Regions from separate parts of the Sus scrofa genome. Here region 1 is linked to region 2. A link is a contact called in public Hi-C data. All regions are on one chromosome and are shown on one strand. Each heading gives the region's core, a stretch centred on a gene start, on an enhancer-like site or on the middle of the called end of the contact. The rest is flanking DNA. Distances are from core to core; before and after follow the strand shown.

Region 1 (5,252 bases), core at 1,713-4,212, 240 kb after region 2:
TGATTCTTAAATAGAATAGAAAGGAAGGCTTAACCCTGTGGTTCTCAATGGGGGGCCTTTTTGAGTGTAAGAACTAGGAGATATGGTACAGGCCTGTACTGCCACCTGAAATGTAGAGGCTATGGATGCTGCCAGACTTCCTACATTGCACAGGACAACGTCCCCCCTCTCCCTGCCCCCCAAACAAAGACTTACAGATGATGCCCACAGTGTCAGTAGTACTGCTGAGAACCCTCGGTATAATAATTTTAGGAGGAGGGGTCATCCTTGAGGTGCCTTCCTGGAGAACCACTTCTATAATAAGCCACTCTTTGGGATGGGGTTGTATTGTATCTTTAAGGTGGATGTTCTGGAGGAGAGAAAAAGCTTGACAGTCATTTTTCCTGAGAGATATTTTGATTTAAAAAGGCTGTTTGATGGTAGGCTGTGTTTGCTAGGATTAAAAATAACATTAAGTAAAGGAAACATGTCATGAAATAAATTAATGACTTTTCTCTTCATTTAGGGTAACTATATGACACCTTTGGGTGACTCCTGATTTGTTGTCTTAGTTCCTTTTTAGTGAGTTAGGGTGAGTGAAAGGGTCTCTTTGTAAGCCGTCTGTTCATTGTGGGTATGCTTAATATGTTAAAAAAAATCAAAAGTATGTAAGAGGAAATGGCCCACCTCATGCATAGAAGGGACTCGTTGAGGATCTGGGGTTGGGAGGAAGCATAGAGGGGCACAGGGTTGGATCACTAGGTCTTCAGTGGAGACCATGCAAGAAAGGGCCAGAGCAACAGAAATGGGACTGCATCTGCCTTTGGCCATTGGTGTCCACTTGCCTTCTTGCCTCTCCATGAAGAAATGAATACACACCAGCAGTGACAGCTCCACTCAGTCAGCCCTGGTTGCCTTGAACAGCACATGGAGAATGTGTGAGGGAAGGACAGTGTTGTAGTCAAAGGGTGATACCCGCCCCCAATTCCCCCCTCCAGATAGGGTCCGGAGGAGGGCCAGCAGGTTGGCAGTACTAGTCTGTCTCTTCTGGACAGTGGGTTGTATCAGAAGTCTGACCTACTTTACAGAAAAGCAATTTAATTCGGGGACTGATTGCTCTATATAATGCAACAGATTCTCCAGCTTCTCTTCTCTCTACATGGTCCATCCTTCTTGCCGCCTTGCCTGTGGGCTTGAGCATCGGTGCTGCAAAGTACGCTTGAGAAGGCCTTCTCACACTGTCTCTCCCATCTCTCCCTGGCTTGGGTGAGATGCTCTTCTACTCTAAATAGCCTGGGGTTACCTGATGTTCCTGTTTGCCCAAGGATGCTCAGGGACCAAGTTTTATTGACATTGTGTCTCCAGTGCACAGATGCTTAAGAAATGTGTGTTGGATGAACGAGAAATCAAATCCGAGAGAAACTGTGTATGTTTCCTTCATGTGATGGTAGTTCTTCATGGCAGAAGGATTTTTCTAAGAGAATCTTGGGATGACCAACCCAGTAGCTCATGTAAATCTTTTCACACTAGATGTTCCAAATCTTCAGAAGGCCCTTTTTTAGAAGAGGTAACATATACTCAGAGGTTCACAGGTGCATTAATTTTCGAAATAGCTAGGACTATGCACAGTGAGATTTCATTTGCCTTGAGAGATACTGAAGAGATAGAGTTCTACACAGCAAGGTTTTAAACCTAAAGTCCATGATATTGGAGTTCCTGTTGTGGCTTAGTGGGTTAAGGACCTGACATTGTCTCTGTGAATAAGCAGGTTCGATTGCTGGCCTCCCTCAGTGGGTCAAGGACCCAGCATTGACACAAGCTGCTGTTTAGATCACAGATGTGGTTTGAATCTGGCATTGATGTGGCTGTGGTGTAGGCTGGCAGTTGCTGCTCCAATTCGACCCCTGGCCCAGGAACTTCCATGTGCCACAGGTATGGCCATAAAAAGAAAAAATAAACAAAAATCCATAATATTGTTTACTCTTCACAGATCTAACCTGAGCTGGGTATCGTCTCAAGTTTTTGTGCACTTCTGACTATTGTATTTCTTCTTTGACAAGTCCCTCCAGCTGTTTCCTTCTTTCCAGAACATACTGGTTTTTGAGATAGATTGGCAAATTTGACCAGATTATATATGTAACAGGCTTTTCTCCTTCTCTGCCTCCTTGTTTCTTTCTTTCTTCTTAAAGAAAAATAGCTTTGTTTTGAATTTTGTGAACACTTGATTGATTTTGGGGAAAGTTTTATGCTTGGAAATAAATGTAGATGATTTTGAAGACTTTTATTGTGCAAAAATTTAAGCCTGTATAGAGAGAATAATATAATAGTATGATGAACCTCCGTATATCCGGTACTCACCTTTACCTGTTACCAACTCATGGCAAATCTCGTGTCTATAAATACCCAGCTTTTCTGAAGCACATATCAGACATCATGGCATTTCATTACCAATTACATTTTTTTTAATTAATTAATTAATTTATTTATTTTCTTTTTGTCTTTTTTTTGTTGTTGTTGTTGTTGCTGTTGTTGCTATTTCTTGGGCCGCTCCCGTGGCATATGGAGGTTCCCAGGCTAGGGGTTGAATCGGAGCTGTAGCCACCGGCCTACGCCAGAGCCACAGCAACGCGTGATCCGAGCCGCGTCTGCAACCTACACCACAGCTCACGGCAACGCCGGATCGTTAACCCACTGAGCAAGGGCAGGGACCGAACCCGCAACCTCGTGGTTCCTAGTCGGATTCGTTAACCACTGCGCCACGACGGGAACTCCCCAATTACATTTTTTAAACCGCTGCCTATTAATGATTTAAAACTATTTGGACAGAATAGGGATTCAGTGGGGAAAAGCCTCCCTGGGTTATAGTCCCTTTGGGCATTGGACTTTGGGCCAGGGATTTCTCACTGCCCAGAATGTCCTGTGGTTAACAAATAGCAGTGGCCCTTTAGGGAGTCAGTGATGTCATCTCTTCCACCCTTCCTCCTGTCCGTCATGAGCCAGAGAACGCCCAGGCCGAACCCTGACAAAACAAAGCATGTTTTCCCAGTGACGGCTGTCAGACACTATTGTTAACCTTTTATAGAAGGGAAATTTTTTCTATTAGCATCAAGATCATCCTCCTTTCGGTGAGAACAGCTGCTTTTTAATTTTCTTCTTTCCTTAAGGTATTACGCACTCACATAAAGAAATGTACAAGCCTTAAATTTAAGCACTGCTTGATGAAGTTTTTGGTTTTTTTTTTTTTTGTCTCTTTAGGGTTGCACTCAGGGCATATGGAAATTCCCAGGCCTAGGGGTCAAATCAGAGCTGCAGCTGTCAGCCTATACCACAGCCACAGAAACACCAGATCCAAGTCACGCTGTGGCCTACTCCACAACTCACAGCAATGTGGGATCCTTTAACCACTGAGTGAGGCCAGGGATTGAACATGCATGCTCATGAATATTAGTCGGATTCTTAACCCACTGAGCCACAACAGCAACTCCCATTGATGAATTTTTAAATGCATTTATACTCACATGACTCCCACCAGAATGAGATAGGGGGACATTTCCAGCACCTCAGAAAGTGCCCCTTCCCAGCAAATATCTATCCAAAGGTAACCACTCTTCTGACTCTGTAGCTATAGATAAGCTTTGCCTATTCTTGTAGTCATGTGAATGGATTCATTCAGTGTAAATGGACTTTTTTTTAAATTGCTTTTGTTTCTTTCACTCAAAAGAATGTTTGTGAAATGCATCAATACTTTGCACTGCAGAGTAGCCTTCCAGCAATTTGTTTATCTAGTCTGTCTGAGCAGCTAATATTTGTTTGCTCCATGCCAGGATCTGTACTAGTTCTTTAAGCGAAGTAGTCTTTTAGGCTAGTTGGTGAGTTATTACTTGTGGTTATTGCCCTTTTATAGACAAGAAATAAAAACCTACAGAGATGAGATAATTTCCCCCAAGATCATTCACCTAACATAGGACAGAGCTGAGGTTTAAACCCAGGTATCCATATCTCCGTGCTTCCACCTTTGGGTTTTCTGTGACTTGTCTCACATGGACTATAAGCTTCCAAATACTTCATCAGGTTTTACTTGGAGGCTTTCTAGAGTAAGACATGTGGACACAGAGAGCTTTAGGAACCTGGTTGTGGCTGCTCAGCTAGTGAGGGGTGGAGCGAGAGCAGGAACCAGGGTTTCCAGATTCCTTGCCCCACTCTTATTTTGGCATTTGTTTATTTCCATTGCCAGCAGAGTGCAACATGTTTTATTACTCTACAGGTCAGCTCAGACTTCTGGTCACAAACAACAGAAACTGACTAACTTAAGCCAAAGAGGAAACAGTCAGAAGAGTGTCAGTCATTCACAGAGTCAGGAAGGCAGCTGGGAACCAGGCTCAGGTGTGGGGAGGCAACTCTGGGCATTTCTTCTGGACGTCCGGCCCTGCTCCCCCAACATGGGTCTTTGCATCTATCTGCCTGTCTAGGTGCGAGGGCCAGTGCAGAGGCTCCAACCGTCCAGGCAGATACCTGTGTTCAGGTTGTGTCTAGAAGGAATTTCTGGTCCCTTTTTGTCTCTCACAATGGGAAGAGACCTTGTCTCCCTGATTTTTTACTTCTGTGGGTTCAAATTGACTATATTCAATAATCCTTGTGAAAAGATGAATCAATATTTATTGGCCAGGCTAAAGTAGGTCAAAAGGGAAGTTTCTACCTCCATTTCTGGTTTTTTCATGTGTTTGTCAATGACAGTCCTGAAACCAGGAAAGATGATGGAAGCACAGGATAACAACCTTGAATTTTCAACTCAGAAAAAGTATCTGGTCACCTAAGGGGGAAAAAATTACCTTGTTGTCCTTTGTCTCTGAGAAACAGTATCTGCGGAGTTCCCACTGTGGTGGCATGGGTTGAGAATTTGACTAGTATGCATGAGGATGCTGGTTTGATCCCTGGCCTCGATCAGTGGATTAAGGGATCAGGTGTTGCTGAAAACTGTGGCTTAGGTATCAGATGCAGCTTGGATCTGGTGTTGCTGTGGCTGTGGCATAGGCCGGGAGCAGCAGCTCTGATTTGACCCCTAGCCTGGGAACTTTCACATGCCGCAGGTCGTGGGGCATGGTGGGGGGGAAAGAAAAGAATCCAACTTCAGTGGCTTGGGTCGCTATGGAAGTGAGGGTACCATCCCTGTTGTGGGAACTTCTATATGCCCTGGATGCGGTCGTTAAAAAAAAAAAAAAGAAAAAGAGAAAGAAACAATGCCTGTGTTTTCTGCAGATAATGGCAGTTTTATT
Region 2 (4,815 bases), core at 543-3,042:
ATTCTCCTCTGCATGTATTTAATAGGTCTCCCAAAAGGAATAGGAAAGAAGCACTTCTTAACATATCGTTTTACTTACTCTTGTGGTCATTTAAACTCAGTTCTTCTTGATTATTTTCAGAAGAGATGGAGAAGATATTATTCCCAAGACAGATTCAGTCACCATCTGACCTTGCTTTTCTCCTAGATCAGAAGCCCTCAAACTCTTCTGGGGCTCCCAGGACCCCTATACATGCCCACATCTTACTGAAGACCCCCAGAGAGCTTCTGTAATATAGCTTATAGCTAATGTATAGCATATCAAAAATTAAGACTGGAAAAAATTTAAAATATAAAAATATACAAGCTCATATTTTATGATCCATCAAGCTATAAATCATGTAGTACGTGGAAAATCCCTCAATATACTCACCATACACTCATAAAAAAGGCAAACCACATCTTATTATTAGGAAAACAATTTCGACTCAGCCCCCTAAATGGGGTCCAGAGACCACACTTTGAGAGCTACTGTTCTCAAAACCTGTTGCACCAATCCCTGTGAGGGCTGCCAAACCCTCAACTATTCTTTGGACCTTTGGACATCGTTTTGAGGGTTTTGTTTTCATTGTTGTTATTTTTTTTTTTCCCCAAGGCATGTGGAAGTTGCCTGGCCAGGGATCGAACCCATGCCACATCAGTGACCTAGCCACTGCAGTGACAACTCCAGATCCTTAACCCGCTGTGCCACAGGAGAACTCTCCACCTGGAGTTTTAAATCTGGTAATTTATGAGGTTAGAGTCTAGATCATGGACCAATCATCTCAGAGAAAAATTAAATAAGAAATAATTTAAATGACTTAGCAGAATTACCTTTTAAAAAAATTCTCTGGAATGCAAATTAGCATTGAAAACATATGTAACATTAACAGGCTAGTCAACATATTATTGGCCAAGATTCTGCCCTCCCTTGTCTGTTTTCTTTCTTTTAATTATTGTTATGCCTACAAATGACATTTTCTTGATATTAAACCTGCCAGAGGTTCTTTGTGAGAGAGACTGAAGAGGAAAAGCTTCAGAATTATACAATGTATGTAGAAATAACCAGATCTAATTTTCTCCTTTAAAGAGAACTTTGGGGAACAGATGGACGGTACAATATCAGCACATTTTTCAAATTTAAGTATTAACAGAGGTTTGGGAATCAATCATGTCAGCTTTTCTTTCTTTCTTTCTTTTTAAGTGTTTGAGATAGAGGTCTAGTTAAGCTTTTAAATCCAGCCTCTTTGATCTTTCTCCCTCTCAGCTCACTTGGCTCTCTGTTCTAAGCTGAACCCCAGGATTGATCAGGACTGTTTGGTGGTACCTTCCTGCTCCTCTATCTTAATAATCATACTCCTAATAGAAACAAGTACTTAGTAAGCACTTTGCCAAAGTAATTTGTGCTAAATATTTTTGCATCATTTCATATCTCCCCACAAGCCCAAGAGGTCATTGCCCCCATTTGCCTGAGAGGGCATTACTTGCTAAGGTCACAAGGTAGGTAGGTGGAGGGGTAGGTAAATAATCCCAGATAATCTTATTCTGGTGCTTTTTTCATATGATGCTAAACTGCCTTTTAAAGAAGCTAATGGAAGAGATTAAAGGGCATCCTTAGGTGTCAATTAGAAGTAAATAAATTAAATTTTATTTGTCAAGTGTCTGAAACAGAGAAAAACTATAGTCTTCAAAAAAGCAACCACAAAGGGCCCTTCTTCACAGGCACCAAACTAAATGCAGGTGAACTTTTTATCAGTGCCACCTGACAAGGAAGGGCTTATCTCTGTTCCCTGATTGACTGTTAGTTGGTTTCACTTTCCCCCTCAGTGTTGATTCAGAGCTTCTAATGTTACCCTGTTGAGGTGCCAAATTTACATGCTGGAAAAGAGTTGCTCTGATGGGTGTTCCATTTCCTCAGCAAAGAAAACAAGGAGTTTGTAAAACATGGCCCCGACCCAGGGGTAGGAAAGGATCTACCAGACCTTTATTTACTCTGAAATGGAATCACCTTCTTGCCTGACAATGGTGACTAATTCCAAAGGCCCAACCAGCCTTCTCATAATGATGATTTTGGGGTCAATTACCATTTGGGGGCAGATTAGAATCTGATTTGAAGCTGAAAAATTCCACCCCTTGGCGATAATCCCGTCAACTTTCCAATCCTAAATAGGGCAAGTTTCAGAGAAGAGCATTTCTCATTTTACAGCCTATCTGAATACTATTTGTAATGATTTTGCTTAATCAAAAAATTAGATTGCTGCTCCAATGGCCTCAACATAAAGAGTCAGGCATTCTGGCCTGCTGCCAGAGCTCCGTCTGAGGCTCTTGGAGTTAATAATTTCCACGGCATTTTTAAACAACAAAGGCCATCTTTTACTAATAGCATGACTGATTCTGGCAAAACCTATAAAAACAAGGCCTACTCTGGGGTAGTTTGTATTACAGAGAACTAAGTTTTAATAAATGACACTCACAGTCAAGAAACTGACATTTCTGCTATTCTTTGATATTTGTCTGCAAATTCAGTAGTAAGTGCCAGTTAATGAAAATGAACTGTTGAGAGCACTGCTGAGATTACCCATGGCTGTTAAATGATTTTAGGTGGGATGGCATGGGGATGGAGAGAAGGCAATTCTGCTAAGATGATGTCCTGGGCAAGCCACTGCCCTTTCTCACAGTTGGACATTTATAACTGGTACATTATTTACTCGATCATTTTCCAGAAAGGAATACAAGATTTTGTGCTCCTTGAAATGAATAAATTTTCATAATCTAGGTTGAAAACTTGCACCCTCCAGACTAAATCTGGCTACAGAAGCAATTTATTAGGTCTTCACAGTGTGTATTCGTGTTTGTTTTTCGAGGGTTTTTTGTTTTTTGTTTTTTTGGCCACACCTGTGGCCTGTAGAAGTTCCTGGGCTGGATTCAACCCCCTCTAGAGTTGTAACCTGTGCCATAGGTGCAGCAATGCGAGATCCTCAACCCATGACGCCATGGGAACGTCCAGTTTTGTTTTGTTTTTTAAATCTGATTTGGTTGCCAACATTAAAAACTCAGAAGACTTCACATGAGAATGCAGACAACCAGCTACTCACAGAAACTGGGGTACAGAGCAACTCTGGGCTGGCACTGCTGCACAGCAGCCATGGGAGGGCAGAGCAGTGGCAGCGCCTTTAGAATGGGCATCACTCACACATTCAGCCTGGGCCCTGTTCCCTCGAGAGCCAGGCTCCACACCTCCTGAATTCCACCTAATCGCCAGCCTGCAGGTTAACTCCCTGATGAGAAATATTGCCAGTGGGGAGGTTAGTGGAAGGAATGAGGAAGAAATGCATGCAAAATATCATTTTATAAAGAAAAATAAATCCCACCTTAGTCTCTTGTATGAAATTCCTAAAGTCTCAGAACCAAAAAAAAACCCCATATTTCCTTATTTTTTTCAAAATACTCCTTTTATTAAGTCCACTATGGATTTTACCACATAAAACAATTCTGTGTAGCCTGAAAACATAAGCCATTTTGAAAAGGTGAGGGCAAGAAGCCTAAAATTGTGAGCTTCTCATAGATGAAAGACCTGTTGCCTTATTTTATGTCAACAATAGAATTCTCAGTAAAGACGGTCCATTTCTACAGAAGTTACCAATATATTAGTTTGGAGCCATTACCCCACCACATTCTAGCCCAAATAAATACTTACTAAAATGAACAGCATCTCTTTTTTTTCCTAAAGGGTCATATGGACAACAGAGATGCTTTATCAAAACAAACAAACAAACCAAGGCAGGGAGGGAGGACTTAAAAAAGAAAAGTCTTCATTGATGCAGATCTGTATTTCATTTTAAGCTGTAGGCTGAACCATACAAAGTTCGAGGTCTCTGTGTAATTTGATGCTTTCCAAGAAGGAAACATCACTCTTGATCAAGATGACCATCATTCCCCATCCCTTTCCCTCTTCTAAACATGTTTACATGGCTTTTAAAAAGAAGATGTGACTTGTTACCTAATCAGCCCCTTGCGTACACCCCTAAAAATAAAGAAATTGTCCAGGATTCAGGACCAAAGCAGATTTGAGAACACAGATTAAATTTCCTCTATGCTTCAATGGGGCAAAAAATGAAATAGAAGCATAGACCCAATATATGAGCTCCTAAAAAAACAAGCAGCAGTAACAACAAAACAGAGTCTCAACATTGGTACTGGCTTATCAGCCAAGTAATCTGTTTTGCTACAATGAATATTTCTTTGATGCAGAAATAGCTCATAAGTGATTAGTAAACATAAGTTGGAAGACAGAAGGATGTGGAAGTTATGTTGGGGTATATGTTATTAGAGATGTGTTTTGAAACAATCAGGGGTAAACATTCTTGCAACTTAAAACTTTAACAATATATGAAGATCTCTCCCCACCCCAATTTTTTTAATCCTCTGGAAGCATAAATAGTGATTTAGTGGCTTCAAAATAGCTAAAATCTGCCCTATCTTAATCTCTCTGAAAATCTGAGCATTCAAATAAAGATACTACAAAAAATTCCCCCATCTTAAAAAAGATTGATACAAAAATCTAAACTCCGATTTTTTTTTTTTTTGCCTTTTTTTAGGGCCACACCTGCAGCACATGGAGTTTCCCTGGCCAGGGGTCAAATCGGAGCTACAGCCACCAGCCTATACCACAGCCACAGCAATGCAGGATCCAAGCTTCGTCTGCAACCTACACCACAGCTCATAGCAGCACCGGATCCTTAACCCACCAAGCGAGGCCAGGGATCAAACCCGCAACCTCAGGGTTCCTAGTCAGATT

What was found. A called contact is a pair of places that touch in the nucleus more often than the background predicts.
Region 1: a Hi-C map of liver shows a contact between it and region 2, with 1.9 times the contacts expected there. The contact joins two enhancer-like sites. A contact is called at or near these places in 2 of 47 Hi-C or Micro-C datasets (liver and skeletal muscle).

The regions. Positions count from the first base shown.
Region 1 is chr13:61,174,214-61,179,465 of Sscrofa11.1, forward strand. All of the region lies in intron 4 of ITPR1 (inositol 1,4,5-trisphosphate receptor type 1), which reads left to right. Among named protein-coding and RNA genes, the nearest start is that of ITPR1, 110 kb to the left of the region's middle. Within about 2 kb of position 2,963, at least 6 of the 83 cell types and tissues checked have an H3K27ac peak or open chromatin away from gene starts, as enhancers often do. A contact at or near this core is called in liver, where this site is marked.
Region 2 is chr13:60,940,124-60,944,938 of Sscrofa11.1, forward strand. No RefSeq gene overlaps it. Among named protein-coding and RNA genes, the nearest start is that of SUMF1, 95 kb to the right of the region's middle. Within about 2 kb of position 1,793, at least 10 of the 83 cell types and tissues checked have an H3K27ac peak or open chromatin away from gene starts, as enhancers often do. A contact at or near this core is called in liver, where this site is marked.